Linked DNA regions of Danio rerio: region 2 is linked to region 1. Evidence: chromatin contacts called from public Hi-C data. All regions are on one chromosome and are shown on one strand. The core of a region is the stretch at or near the end of the contact, and the rest is flanking DNA. Distances in the headings are between cores, read along the strand shown.

What was found. A called contact is a pair of places that touch in the nucleus more often than the background predicts.
Region 2: a contact with region 1 is called in a Hi-C map of an unstated tissue, with 2.4 times the contacts expected there. The contact joins two enhancer-like sites. A contact is called at or near these places in 2 of 18 Hi-C or Micro-C datasets (caudal fin and an unstated tissue).

What each region holds. Positions count from the first base shown.
Region 1 is chr18:4,631,925-4,638,795 of GRCz12tu, reverse strand. relt (RELT TNF receptor) reads left to right here. Exons shown (of 11, transcript NM_207073.2): 6 at 145-399. All of the region lies in intron 2 of LOC141378793 (a long non-coding RNA gene), which reads right to left. Among named protein-coding and RNA genes, the nearest start is that of p2ry2.3, 35 kb to the right of the region's middle. Within about 2 kb of position 2,800, at least 8 of the 62 cell types and tissues checked have an H3K27ac peak or open chromatin away from gene starts, as enhancers often do. A contact at or near this core is called in caudal fin, where this site is marked.
Region 2 is chr18:4,681,668-4,688,538 of GRCz12tu, reverse strand. The region is part of intron 2 of LOC141378793 (a long non-coding RNA gene); the gene reads right to left. Among named protein-coding and RNA genes, the nearest start is that of relt, 7.1 kb to the right of the region's middle. Within about 2 kb of position 3,303, at least 6 of the 62 cell types and tissues checked have an H3K27ac peak or open chromatin away from gene starts, as enhancers often do. A contact at or near this core is called in caudal fin, where this site is marked.

The DNA of each region.
Region 1 (6,871 bases), core at 1,551-4,050:
ATTTTTATTGGTAATCTGATCGAGTCATAGTTTTACACCCTAGTGTTATTATAATATAATGTCACTATTTGTAAATCAATAGCTATTATAAATAGTAATACAGCAGAAAGAGCATTGAGATCTTGTTTTGTGTTGAATCTGCAGAGCCGCACAGCCGGCGGAGACGAAACGTTGTTAAGGGCACCTCCATCAGGGCTGGAGCTGGATCTGGAAACACCACCAGCGTTCAGGCTCCAGAGGAGAAAACTACGGAGTACGCAGTGTTTGCTCTGGTGCCTGTTTTCTGCGTGATGGGGCTGCTGGGAATCCTCATCTGCAACCTCCTCAAGAAGAAGGGCTACCGATGCAGCGCTGAGAAAGACGGCATGGATGCAGAAGCTGCTACTCCACAGAAAGAAGGTACAAAACACAATCACAGCCCTGAATATTTATATATATATATATATATATATATATATATATATATATATATATATATATATATATATATATATATATATATATATATATATATATATATATATATATATATGTGTGCGTCTGTAAAAAAATGGCTACTAAAGTAATGAAGATTAAGCATTGGTGTTGTTTAAAGTAATACTTTTATTGGACGTACTTTAAAATATTGGTCAGGTAAAAGTGGGTTAAAGTATAACAGTATAAACGCTGTTGCATAAGATTGAAGGGTTTATTCTGAGAAAAACAGCCGTCCTGGATGTACTTTATTCTGCTTATTACATGGCTACTAGTCACAAAACATACAAATTAGACACAAAACATTGTTCTGAGTTTTAATAGTTTATGTAATAATATATTTAACTAAATGCAAAGCTGACAGCATGAAAACAGCTGATGGAGCAGCCGGCTGCAGTAAGAGGAGGGCTCAAAAAATGCATCCGAAGTCGGTCGGACACTTCCCAAATCTCGCTGTTTTACTGGCTGGAAATGTCACCAGTGACGGAGATCGCAGTCACGTTTTTTTTTCATCATAGGTGAAAAACCTCAAGAAAAAATTACTATGGTAATTTATAGTAAATATTATAGTGTTTTGAACAATTTTTTCAGCATTGAATTATGCTTATTGTTGTGATACCATAGCAACTATAGAATTTAAATAGCCGTTTTTATAATAGGCATCTAAAGACTACAGTATTGCTTTAAATTACTACTATATTTTTTTAATGTCGGAGTGGATGCAACTGAAATATCACTGTTTTTACGAAAAGATGACCACAATCACAGAAGATGAACAGCTCATTACTTAAAAGTCTGCATTTAAAATATAAATCTGTATAATCAACAGTGAGCCTAATTGTTAAAAGAATGACAAAATGCAGCTGAAGTCAGAATTATTCGCCCCCCTTTGAATTTTATTGTCTTTTTAAAAATTTTTCTCAAATGATGTTTAATAGAGCAAGGACATTTTTACAGTATATGTCTGATAATATTTTTTCTTCTGGAGAAACTCTTATTTGTTTTATTTCGACTAGAATTAAAACAGTTATTAATTTTTTAAACACAATTTTTTGGACAAAATTATTAGCCCCTTTTGGCTATATTTTTCTATAGTCTACAGAACAAACCATTGTTATACAATAACTTGCCTAATTACCCTAGTCTATCTAGTTAACCAAATTAACCTAGTTAAGCCTTTAAATGTCACTTCAAGCTGTATAGAAGTGTCTTGAAAAATATCTAGTCAAATATTATTTACTGTCATCATGGCAAAGATAAAATAAATCAGTTATTAGAGATGAGTTACTAAAACTATTATGCTTAGAAATGTGTTTAAAAAATCTGCTCTCTGTTAAACAGAAAATTGGGAAAAAAATAAACAGGGGGGGGCAAATAATTCAGACTTCAACTGTAAACAGCTTATACAGAAAGAAAGGTTTCAAGAAATGTAATTTGGCTATATTTTAAGTTAAGCAGCTAAATAGCAAGGTGCTTTTGAGTGACAGGTCATGACAAATGTTTGTTTATTTGCTTTGCTAGGAGTGTCCCTAGAATTTGGCATTTATTGAACAAGTGGCCCATTTCTATAGTAATTTCAGTCTTTCTATTGAGGGCATTAGAAGGTATAAAGGGACAGCACTTTACACAGACTTTACAAGATTCACAGATAGTGTTATAAACAGGTTGTTTTTGTTCCAGTCACATACATTAAATGTTTAATTATCTATTACATATGATATGGTACTGCCTATATTATTTCACCATATGTACACCATTATAAGTAGTGAATGTGCATGTCCATGGGGTGGTTGTGTTGGTGTGGTGTGGCTACAGGGCCAGGGCTGAATTTTTCTCTATAGTCAGTCCACCCCTGGTTCAGTTAAGGTAGGGTTAGGGACAGATTTGGTGGTATGGATATATAGCTTTAAGGATAAAAACAGGTATTTGCACAATAAGTACAATGTACTAAATCATTAATTTCAGTGTAAGTACAAGGTCACCGAATATAAAATAAGACTGATTTACTTGATCTCAAATTTAAATATTGATTTCTTTTATCTTAAACTTGATGCAGTCAATCAAGAAACCTTTTAATTAAAACTCCTGGAAAGAAGAGCAATCAAAACAGTCAAGCATATACTTCAGTGCAAATAGCTTATCTTTAAATACAGCCATTTAAAACTCTAATATGAGCACAACAGAGGCCTGATTGTTTCACTAAAATCCCCATTTCAGAGTGAAACTAAGCAAAATGACTGTCCACAATGAGAGCTTGTGTCTGTTTCTCTGCATTTGTATCAGTGGGTGGAGGCGCAGCTGTTGTGATGAACTACAGTAGTACAGTGACACGGGTTTATGATGATTCAGGTTCTGCCTGTAAAGCGGGGTAAATGACACCTTAATCACTGCATGTTTACCAGCTGAGTAAACACAGCAGAGCAGCCGGATTTGGGGCTTTTGTTCAGCTGACAGAATTGTTTGGGTTTAGCAGAATTACAATGATAAAGGAAGTTAGTTACAGTCAAACCCGAAATTAGTATTTCTTCAAGACTGACACTTTTTTTACCTCATTATCTTATAGGAGAAGCACGGGTCATTTCGGTCAAAAAGAAATAATGCTGGCTGAATAAAAGTCACTTCAAGTCAGAATTTGCTAGGGTCATGAGTAATAAATAATCTGAACGTATATATACACGATGGAGACTGTGATGTATTTGTAAGATGTCATGAAATGGCTTACAATGAGAGAACAGATGTTGGAGGATTTTGGTTAAATGGTGTTTTTTGGATGGTTGTGGTTTGCTTTTAGTCGTTGTGATTGACAGGTCAGTCGATTGACAGTGATTGACAGGTTGATCTTGATTGACAGGTTTATACCGCCCCCCCTCATGCCAGTATACGTAATAGAGGTTGTTGAAGATATTTAAATTGAAATGTTGTATAATTAGGGCTCGGCGATATGGCAAAAATGCTATCTGGATAATTATTTTCCATATTAAACGATAATGATATTTATTTATTTCGATATCAGTTGTTAATGCTTCCAGATTTAAAAGATTACCCCAACAATGACTGAAGCCACAAAAATTTGAGGGTCCATTAAATGGCATTGCATGTTTTAGATACATTTTTGGTGCCCGAAAATTGCACATTTCTGCTGTGTGATTGGCTCTTAGATCATTTATTCATTCATTTACTTTTCAACTTAGTCCTTTTATTAATCTGGGGTCGCCACAGCGGAATGAACCGCCAACTTATCCAGCAAATGTTTTACGCAGCGCATGCCCTTCCAGCAGCAACCCATCTCTGGGAAACACTACACTACAGAAAATTTATTTTATTTTTATTTTATTTTTATTTATTTTATTAAACTTTTTTATATTTATATTTTTAATTAATTAATTAATTATTTTTTTTTTAATCAGTGTGTGAACTGACATTATTAAGTATGTCGCTCACTTCTAAAAAATACTGTTTAATTGTAATTATCAAATAAAATCTATCAAATACATATTAAACATGTATAAAATTTTTTTTTTAAATAAAATGCTAACTCAGATATATGACAATATATGCAAATAAGACATGCAAGTTCATTTTTGGATTTTACATATATAAAATATGTCATATATGCAACATATATTTCAAATTATTACAAAAATGGCCAGTTAAATATATATTTTTTCAACCACTCAATTTAGAAATATGTGCGTACTGTATGTTAAATATATTAGCTATAATTTTATATATAAATGTTTATATATGGCCATAAATCAGATTTATGTATGGACTATTAGAATGAGCTAATGATTAAAGATTTCAAATGGTTTGTGTTTTTTATTTGTTTATTTTGACCAATGAGCCTAAACATGATCAAATAAACATACATATAGTAAAGAAAATAAACAAAAATGTATAAATATAATAAATATAATAAATAAATATAAAAAAATAAATAACTCAGAATTATTAGCCCCCTTTGGTTTCTTTGATTTTTTAAATATTTCCCAAATGATTTTTAACAGAGCAAGGAAATTTTCACAGTATGTCTGATAATATTTTTTCTTCTATAGAAAGTCTTTTGTTTTATTTCAGCTAGAATAAAAGCAGTTTTAAATGTTTTAAACACCACCTTAAAGACAAAATTGTTAGCCCCTTTAAGCTATATTTTTTCAATAGTCTCCAGAAAACAACGTCATTATACTATACAATAACTTGCCTAATTCCCCTAACCTGCCTAGTTAACCAAATTAACCTAATTAAGCCTTTAAATGTCATTTTAAGCTGCATAGAATATCTAGTCAAATATTATTGACTGTCATCAGGGCAAAGGTAAAATAAATCAGTTATTAGAGATGAGTTATTAAAACTATTATGTTCAGAAATGTGCTGAAAAAAATCTTCTCTCCATTAAACTGAAATTGGGGGAAAAAATAAACAGGGGGCTAATAATTCTGACTTCAACTGTTCTGTATATAAAGAAACTGATTGTTATGTTTCTTTGTTTGTGAAAATGTGCAATGGTTGTCAAATGGTTGCTAAAACTTTCTATCATTTCTTCATGTATCTTTGAGCAGCGATACATTCCCTCTGTATCTTCTTTCTTCAAATCAATAATTTAGTCTGTTCTCTGCTTGGAGATGCACTGTTGACTAGTTCAGACAAAATGTCAGTTATATCTGATTCACACTCACCCAATAAGCAAACACCGAAAACTAGGCTTCGGGATGTGCAAAACAAAAACAAAAACAACAAAACAAATAGTATTTAGTGAGTATGTTATGATTTTAGTATCGACATGGTGTCTCAGTTTTTAGCACTGTTACCTCAGAGCAAGAAGGTCACTGGTTTGAGTCCCGGCTAGGTCAGTTGGCATTACTGTGTGGAGTTTGCATGTTCTCCCCGTGTTGGCGTGTGTTTCCTTCGGGTGCTTCGGCTAACAAACCATTAACTATGACTTTTAGCTAAAAAACAATCATAATCAGCGTCTTTTTAATACTTATTAAGCTAGTTAGGTTTAGGTATTGGGTAGAATTAGAAATGTAGAATAAGATCATACTCTATATGTACTAATAAATAATAATAGGCAGGTTAATAAGCCAGTAGTTAATAGTGAGAATTGATATTTAAATTAAAAATTGCCCAGATCTCTATATGAGAGGCTTCGTAATGTATTTCAAGTATGCATTTCTTTAGAACAGAAATTCTGATACTGTTACAAAATGAAATGACAATATGACACATCTCTACACACATGTTCTCTATTCGAATTCTCCTTATATTCTCAGGGGCAGAAAATAGCCTATTGGGTGACATGGTGAAGCGATTATGTAAGAAGCCTCGGGAACACGCAGCAATGAAAATATCACAAGATATACCATAGCTATGAACTGTTTAATAATGAAAGGCTCTGAAAGCTTGTGTTGTGTGTAATTCTGGGTCTGATCCAGCACTCGTCCAGCAGGTGAACACATCCAGTTGAAACAAACTCTCTGGGGTTTTAAAGGGGTCGAAAGCATTGAACAAAGTGAAGGCGTTTGCAGTCAGAGGCTGCTGGTGTTACGTCAGAATCCCCTGTCGATTTCTGTCTAAAATAAATCTTCAGTTCTAGGCACTTTTTCTGATGATTACATGAGCACTTTGTTTTAAAGCACATCTACCTTGACTAAGAATTTCAGCAATGAGATATAACCCTAACCTTAATTTGATATCTGATAAATGTGTTCTCATTGGGTTATTTGATTATCAGCTTTGTTAGCATTGCCGTATGAGCTAGTGCATTTATGTTTCTGTTTATTTTGATTGTTTCTGTTTTTCTGGGATGTACAGTAGAAGACAAAATTGTTTAATCTGGTAGATTTTCCTTCTGGAAAAAGTAAATTTTTTTAGTTTGTGTGGGAAACCATGTAAAAAAATTTAAAAGGTCAATATTATTGGTTACAGAACAAACCACAGTTGTCCAATGACTTGCGTGGTTAACCAAGTTAACCTAATTAGTTAAGCCTTAAAACTGCACTTTAAATTGAATATCTTACAAATAACATCATGTACTGGCATGAGGGCAAAAAAAAATGGATGTTATAAATAAGACTAATGTTACAAAATGTCTTGAGATAACCCTAGCCCTAACCCTGTTAATAGTCTTTGCCTCGGTTTCACAAACAAGGTTTAAGGCTAGTCAGGATTAAATTGCATGTTTGAGCTGTTTCAACTCAAAGTAACTTGCGGTGCGATGTCTTAAAATATGTGAGTGTCATTTTTTTGTCTCCTGGGCCCGGTTTTTCAAAAGGTTTAACCCGGATAAAATTGATCCAGATTTAGTAATCCTGTTTTTGCGATCCGTGATCACGTAATCCAGCTTACTTTTTGAGCCAGTTTTTCAAAGCAACATCGGATTGGATCAATCTGATCCGGA
Region 2 (6,871 bases), core at 2,054-4,553, 49 kb before region 1:
TTTTACAGTTTGTCTATGCTGTACCACTCAATAACAATAACTTACAGTAGCCTTTGGTTCAAAAAAGCAGTGGTATTTACTATAAACCATTATAGTAATTTTTATTTGGGTTGTAACGTCGACATTTAGTGTTTTGCCAAAAGAGAAACTGCGACCAAACGTGACGATACTACGACATTACATGAGCACAGAGTAATAGCCAAGCCTGTGTCGTGGAAAAGTGTGTTTCTAGTGAGGTAAATGTCCCAGATGTGTATTACAGGTGTAGGAAACTCCAGACAGAAACACCCTGTTCCTGGAATGTCCAGAACTGTCTCTAATTAGCATATTAATCGATCCCTATAGCTAGCATCGGGAATCCATTAGCACCTTGTGACAATTGCTCGTTGAACCCAGGTTTAACAGAGATTATGGGTTACAGTAGTGATGAACCGCACCTGTAACAGCTATTAGTTGGGGAAAAACGTCATACAGAAGTCCTGTGAAACACTATTGGAAATATGAGAGAAACGTTTAGTAGGGAAGGGATACAGCTGCGACTACTTGTTGGGTGTGCTCACATCAATAAGCGAATACTTGAAGGCACTTCGATATAGGCTAACATTGTGATACTGCACAATAATTACTATTTGTACGTTATTGTTATGGTTTGGTTTAGGGTTGAGTAAGGGCAGGTGTTAATAAAACACAATGCAATGGGTATTTTAACAAATAATGTAAAATTCATCCTATAGTTAATGAATCATTTGCTTTAATGTAGCCTATGACAGGCACAATTATCGCTAATAACAAGTGTTTAGATTCTAATTCTGCCAAAATTGAGACTTCTATATAAAATAAAGTCAAATAATCAATTTTCTTACACTTTAAAAATGTCATAACAACGAAACAATATAGAGCAAAGATAACAACATGTAGTTTATAAAATAAGTAGTTCAGTTATTTACTCATTCATTTATTTTCTTTCAGCTTAGTCTTTTATTTATCAGGGGTCATCCAGCATATGTTTTGCCCAGTGGATGCCCTTGCAGCCACAAACTCTGGGAAAGTGTCCAGTCCAGTCTTCATTGTGGTCCTAAGGGAATTGTTCGAATTTGTTTATTTATTTTTGTCTAAATGGTGATATATACAGTACTGTGCAAAAGTTTTGGTCCCCCAACAGTTTTGGTGTTTTATCAAAGTTTTCATGACCTTCCCGATATTAAACTGGTCTCTGCATTAAGATATATACAGATAAAAAAAAGAAATATCCACACAAAATTAAGAACAAAAACGCTGATTTCAGAATAAAAATGAGCTCCTGCTAGCAAAACTACAGTATATTAAGGTCTGGACACTGTGGAGGCCATTCCATGATTGATTTAGTTTTATATATATATATATATATATATATATATATATATTTATATATATATATATATATATATATATATATATATATATATATATATATATATATATATATATCATATAATTTTATAATCAATATAATTATCTTTAAATGTCGTTACTTTTCAGGTGAAGAGCGAGAGATTATTATACTATATTATAAATAAAAATAATCATATTAAAATGACAAATCTAAACGCATTTTGCACAGTACTGTATGTTTTTTCAGTATTCTCAGTGAATAAAATGCTTGATTTATAAAAAAACTGATTTATTTATTTTTGTATAAATGGTGATATATACAGTCCTATACAAAAGTTTTGGTCCCCCAACAGGGTTGGTGTTTTATTAAAGTTTTAATGATCTTCCAGATATTAGACTGTTCTCTGCATTAGGATATAAACAGATAGAAAAAAATATGCACACAAAACTAGGAGAACCAAAACACTGTTTTTAGAATTAAAAAGTAATACTATAGTAAATTAGGGTCTGGACACTGTGCAGGCCATTCCATGACAGTTGTAGTTGTTTTTTTTGTCTATAAATATCTTATACTTTTATAATCAATGTAATTATCTTTAAATGTCATTACTTTTCAGGTGAAGATCGAGAAATTAATATACTGTATTAAAAATAAATATAAATAGTTATATTAAAATGACAAATGCAAACACATTTTGCACAGCACTGTATGCTTTTTCAGCATTCTCGCAGGATAAAGTACTTGGTTTGTAAGGAATTTTCTCAATTTATTTTTATTTTTTGATAAAAATAATTATAATCACAGTACAGTACTGTGCAAAAGTCTTGGTCCCCCAACAGTTTTGGTGTTTTATCAAAGTCTTAATGATCTTCCAGATATTAGACTGGTCTCTGCATTAAGATATAAACAGATAGAAAAGACATATGCACATAAAATTAAGAAAAACAAAACACTGATTTCAGAATCAAATGGCTCCTGCTAGCAAAACTACAGTATTTTAAGGTCTGGACACTGTGGAGGCCATTCCATGATTGATTAAGTTTTATATATATATATATATATATATATATATATATATATATATATATATATATATATATATATATATATATATATATATATCATATAATTTTATAATCAATATAATTATCTTTAAATGTAGTTACTTTTCAGATCAAGAGCGAGAGATTATTATACTATATTATAAATAAAAATAATCATATTTAAATGACAAATGTAAACGCATTTTGCACAGTACTGTATACTTTTTCAGCTTTTTCAGACGATAAAATGCTTGATTTATAAAAAAAAACTGATTTATTTATTTTTGTGTAAATGGTGATGTATACAGTACTGTGCAAAAGTTTTGTCCCCCAACCGTTTTGATGTTTATCAAAGTTTTAATGATCTTCCAGATATTAGACTGGTCTCTGCATTAAGATATAAAAAGATAGAAAATAAATATGCACACAAAATTAAGAAAAACAAAACACTGATTTTAGAATAAAATGGCTATTGCTAGCAATACAGTATATTAAGGTCTGGACACTGTGCAGGCCATTCCATGACTATTTTAGTTTTGTTTGTTTTTTTTTTGTTTGTTTTTTTGTCTATAAATATCATATACTTTTATAATCAATATAATTATCTTTAAATGTCGTTACTTTTCAGGTGAAGAGCTAGAGATTATTATACTGTATTATAAATAAATATAAATAACCATAATAAAATGACAAATCTAAACACATTGCACAGCATTTTCAGAGGATAAAGTGCTCTATTTATAATAAACTGCTTTTTAAACAAGTTTTAGTTTCTTTTCGAATCAAAAGTCTTACTAATGCAGCTGTAGTGTAAACAGTGCTACATGTATATGCTCTGAATCACTCATATAAACTGAATGAAATACACAAGACTGATTCACATCAACTCACAGGGAACGAGTTGTGTGAGGGCACAATGAAAGCTTTATGTGATCACGCAATGAACATTCATGGCCTGATCCTGCAGTTCATGCTTTGTGTGAGAGATCTGGTTTTATTCTGACGCACTATTCAGTGTAGCTGGCGTAAAGGGAGCCTACAAGATATCTCTATCGGGTTGCAGGAGCTACCGTTTCATTAAACATTTAAAGACAACATTGGTAGGTTTCTATAGAAGGGGTGGCACGTGGCTCAGCGGTTAGCACTGTCGCCTCACAGCAAGAAGGTCGCTGCTTTGAGTCTTGTCTGGGTCAATTGTCATTTCTGTGTGGAGTTTGCATGTTCTCCCGGTGTTGGTGTGGGTTTCCTATGGGTGCTCCGGTTTCCCCCACAGTCCAAAAACATGTGGTGTACGTGAATTGGATAAACTAAATTGGCTGGGCATCCGCTGCATGAAACATATGCTGGATTAATTGGCGGTTCATTCTGCTGTGGCGACCCCTGATAAATAAGGGACTAAGCCGAAGGAAAATGTATGAATGAATGACAAATAAAACACAAATTACTTAAGCATGGAAGGGTTTCATGGCCAAAAACAAGATGTGAAATTTAATTGGGAACTATTTGTCTGTAATTTGTTGCAGTGCATCAACATGCACAACAACCAATGAAACTGCTGTATTTTAAACTATATTTGCATATGTGGAATGATGACAGATTTGGATATATGTATAAAAACATCAGAAAACATGTTTTTTTTTATGAAGGATAACAAATATTCCCAATTCAACAAGAAAATTGAGATGTTTCTTTGTGATTGCTTTTAATGTATATTTTTATTTATTTAAATAATTTATTATAATTTATTTATTTTAAATTATGATGCAGACATATTTTGGAAGTAATTTCTAGCTCTGATGGATGTGCTTTTCTGTTAGATGACTTAAAGGGATAGTTTAGGCTTAACAATAACACCCGATTCACACGGGGCTTCAGCGTCAAAGCTTCCCATTCACTTTGAATGGGTGACGTCAGGCGTTGCTGAACTGCATTGTGGATCCGTCGGCGCCGCTTCAGAGGCATTGCTCGCTGCAGAAGTTGGGACTAGCTCAACTTTTATTTTGACGGAAGCGTCAGCCAATAAGATCGCTGTATGCAAATACACCAGCTAGACAGTGGCCTATTGCTGACTGAATTTCATTGGCTGACGCTTCTATGACGATTGCTTCAGCCCCAACTTCAGACACGCCTTAAGTCAAGCGTTGACGCTGAAGCCCCGTGTGAATGGGGCGTAAGGACTGCTTGATGGCCCGGGGCCAGCGTGGAAGATGTTCGGGACAGTAGAGAGAATTGTTACTGGCACGATCAGGCCAGTGCTGCCTGCAACTATTTGTCAATTGCATGCAAACAGTCTTAAAATCTATAAACAATTTGTGCTTTTAAGTCTTTGAATGCTACCTTTTTTGTGAAGACGTAAACACCATATTGCTTTTTGGTTCCTTTTATCTGATTGGATGTTGTGAGCACGTTTTTTTTTTCCACAATTTTGTTTAAACCAGTACAGTGAAGAGACTGTAACATGACAGCAACATCAAATTATGAGACTGAAAGAAAACGTCTGTTTTTAATGTTGTGGAAACAGACATTTCAGCCTGATCTCACGAGAAAATTTAAGTATTTTACGTTTTGCCAGTTTAGTGTCTAATTCATACGAATTTGTACGAGTTCAGTCGTACGAAATTGTCAATTTTAAAAAGGAGGCGTGGCACCTAACCCCACCCCTAAACCCAACTGTCATTGGGGGATGAGCAAGTCGTACTAAATTGTACGAATTCGATCGGACGAATTCATACGAATTAGACACTAATTCAAAAAGTTACGAATTGCCGTGAGATTGTGTTGGACATTTACATGGGTACAACACAACGAAAAAATGAAGTGATGTTTTGCATAGTTTTCCGTCACTTTTAAGTCAGCCACCTTTTGTTTTGCAATAAAATCCCTGCACATTTTCCACACTGCTGTATTTTACTGCTAAATGTTTTAACATTTTTTAAATATTTAAATTCTAGATTCACAGACATTATTTTTGACACATTATTTAAAATATGTGGCTAAGAAATTGCTATTTTCTATTTATTTATTTATTTTGGCAGGGCAAGTAAAAATCTGAACCGCTGGTCAAATCGGGCCAGTAGAAAATGTCGTCAGCGTTGAACCCTGTTCTGTCATCATTTACTCACGATTTACTTATCACAAACTTTTATGAGTTTCTTTCTTTAGTTGAACACAAACAAAGACATTTTGAACAAAGCTGGAGACCTGCCTTCCATTTGTTTTCCCTACTTTGGAAGACAATGGTTACAGGTTTTCAGCTAGCTTTAAAATAACTTCTCTTATGTTCAGCAAAATAAAGAAACTCATAAAGGTTTGGAACCATCTGAGGATGAGTAAATAGAGTACATTTTCATTTTGAGTGAACTATCCCTTTAAGACAGAGGTGCTCAACCATGTTCCTGGAGATCAACCTTCCTGCAGATTTCAGGTGCAACTCTTATCAAACACACCTGTCTGTAATTACCCAGTGCCGTTCAGGTACTAATTATATGGTTCAGGTGTGTTTGATCAGGGTTGGAGCTGAACTCTGTAGGAAGGTAGATCTCCAGGAACAGGGTTGAGCACCCCTGCTTTAAGAGGTTAAAAAAATTAAATTTTTTGTTTGGAAATTATTAGCCATTGATTTTCATAGTAGGAAAATACACTATGGAAGTCAATGGTTACAGGTTTCCAACATTCTTCGAAACATATTATTTTGTGTCTAATAAGAAAAAGAAACTCAAACAGGTTTGGAAAATGATGACAGATTTTTCCTTTTTGTGTGAACTGTCCCTTTAAGTGCTTCAGAAGATGACATTTTGAGGAGTGTCAGATACTGGTAGCCATTGATTTTCATAGTAGGAAAAAATACACTATGGAAGTCAATGGTTACAGGTTTCCAAAATTCTACAAAACATATTCTTTTGTGTCCAATAAGAAAAAGAAACTGAAATAGTTTTGGAAAAGGGTGACAGAGTTTTCCGTTTCGAGTGAACTGTCCCTTTAAGTGGTTCAAACAATAACATTTTGTGGAATGTTGGAAATCCCTCTCCATTGATTTTCAATTTATATAGTATGAATATACCAGGTAAGTGAATGGTTACAGATTTCCAACATTCTTTAAAATATATTAATTTGTGTTTAATAAGAAAAAGAAACTCTGTTTTGGAGAATGATGTCAGATTTTTCCTTTTTGAGTGAACTATACCTTTAAGTGGTTTAGAAGATGACATTTTGAGGAATGTTGGAAATTGGTATCCATTGTTTTTCAATATATAAACACACCATGGAAATCAGTGGTTACAAGCTTACAACTTTCTTCAAAATATATTATTTTGTGTCCAATAGGAAAAGGAAACTGAAACAGTTTTGAAAAAGGAGACATAATTTTCATTTTTGGGTGAACCATCCCTTTAAGTGGTTTAAATGATCATATTTTGAGAAATGTTGGAAACCGGTTGCCATTGTTTTTCATTGTAGG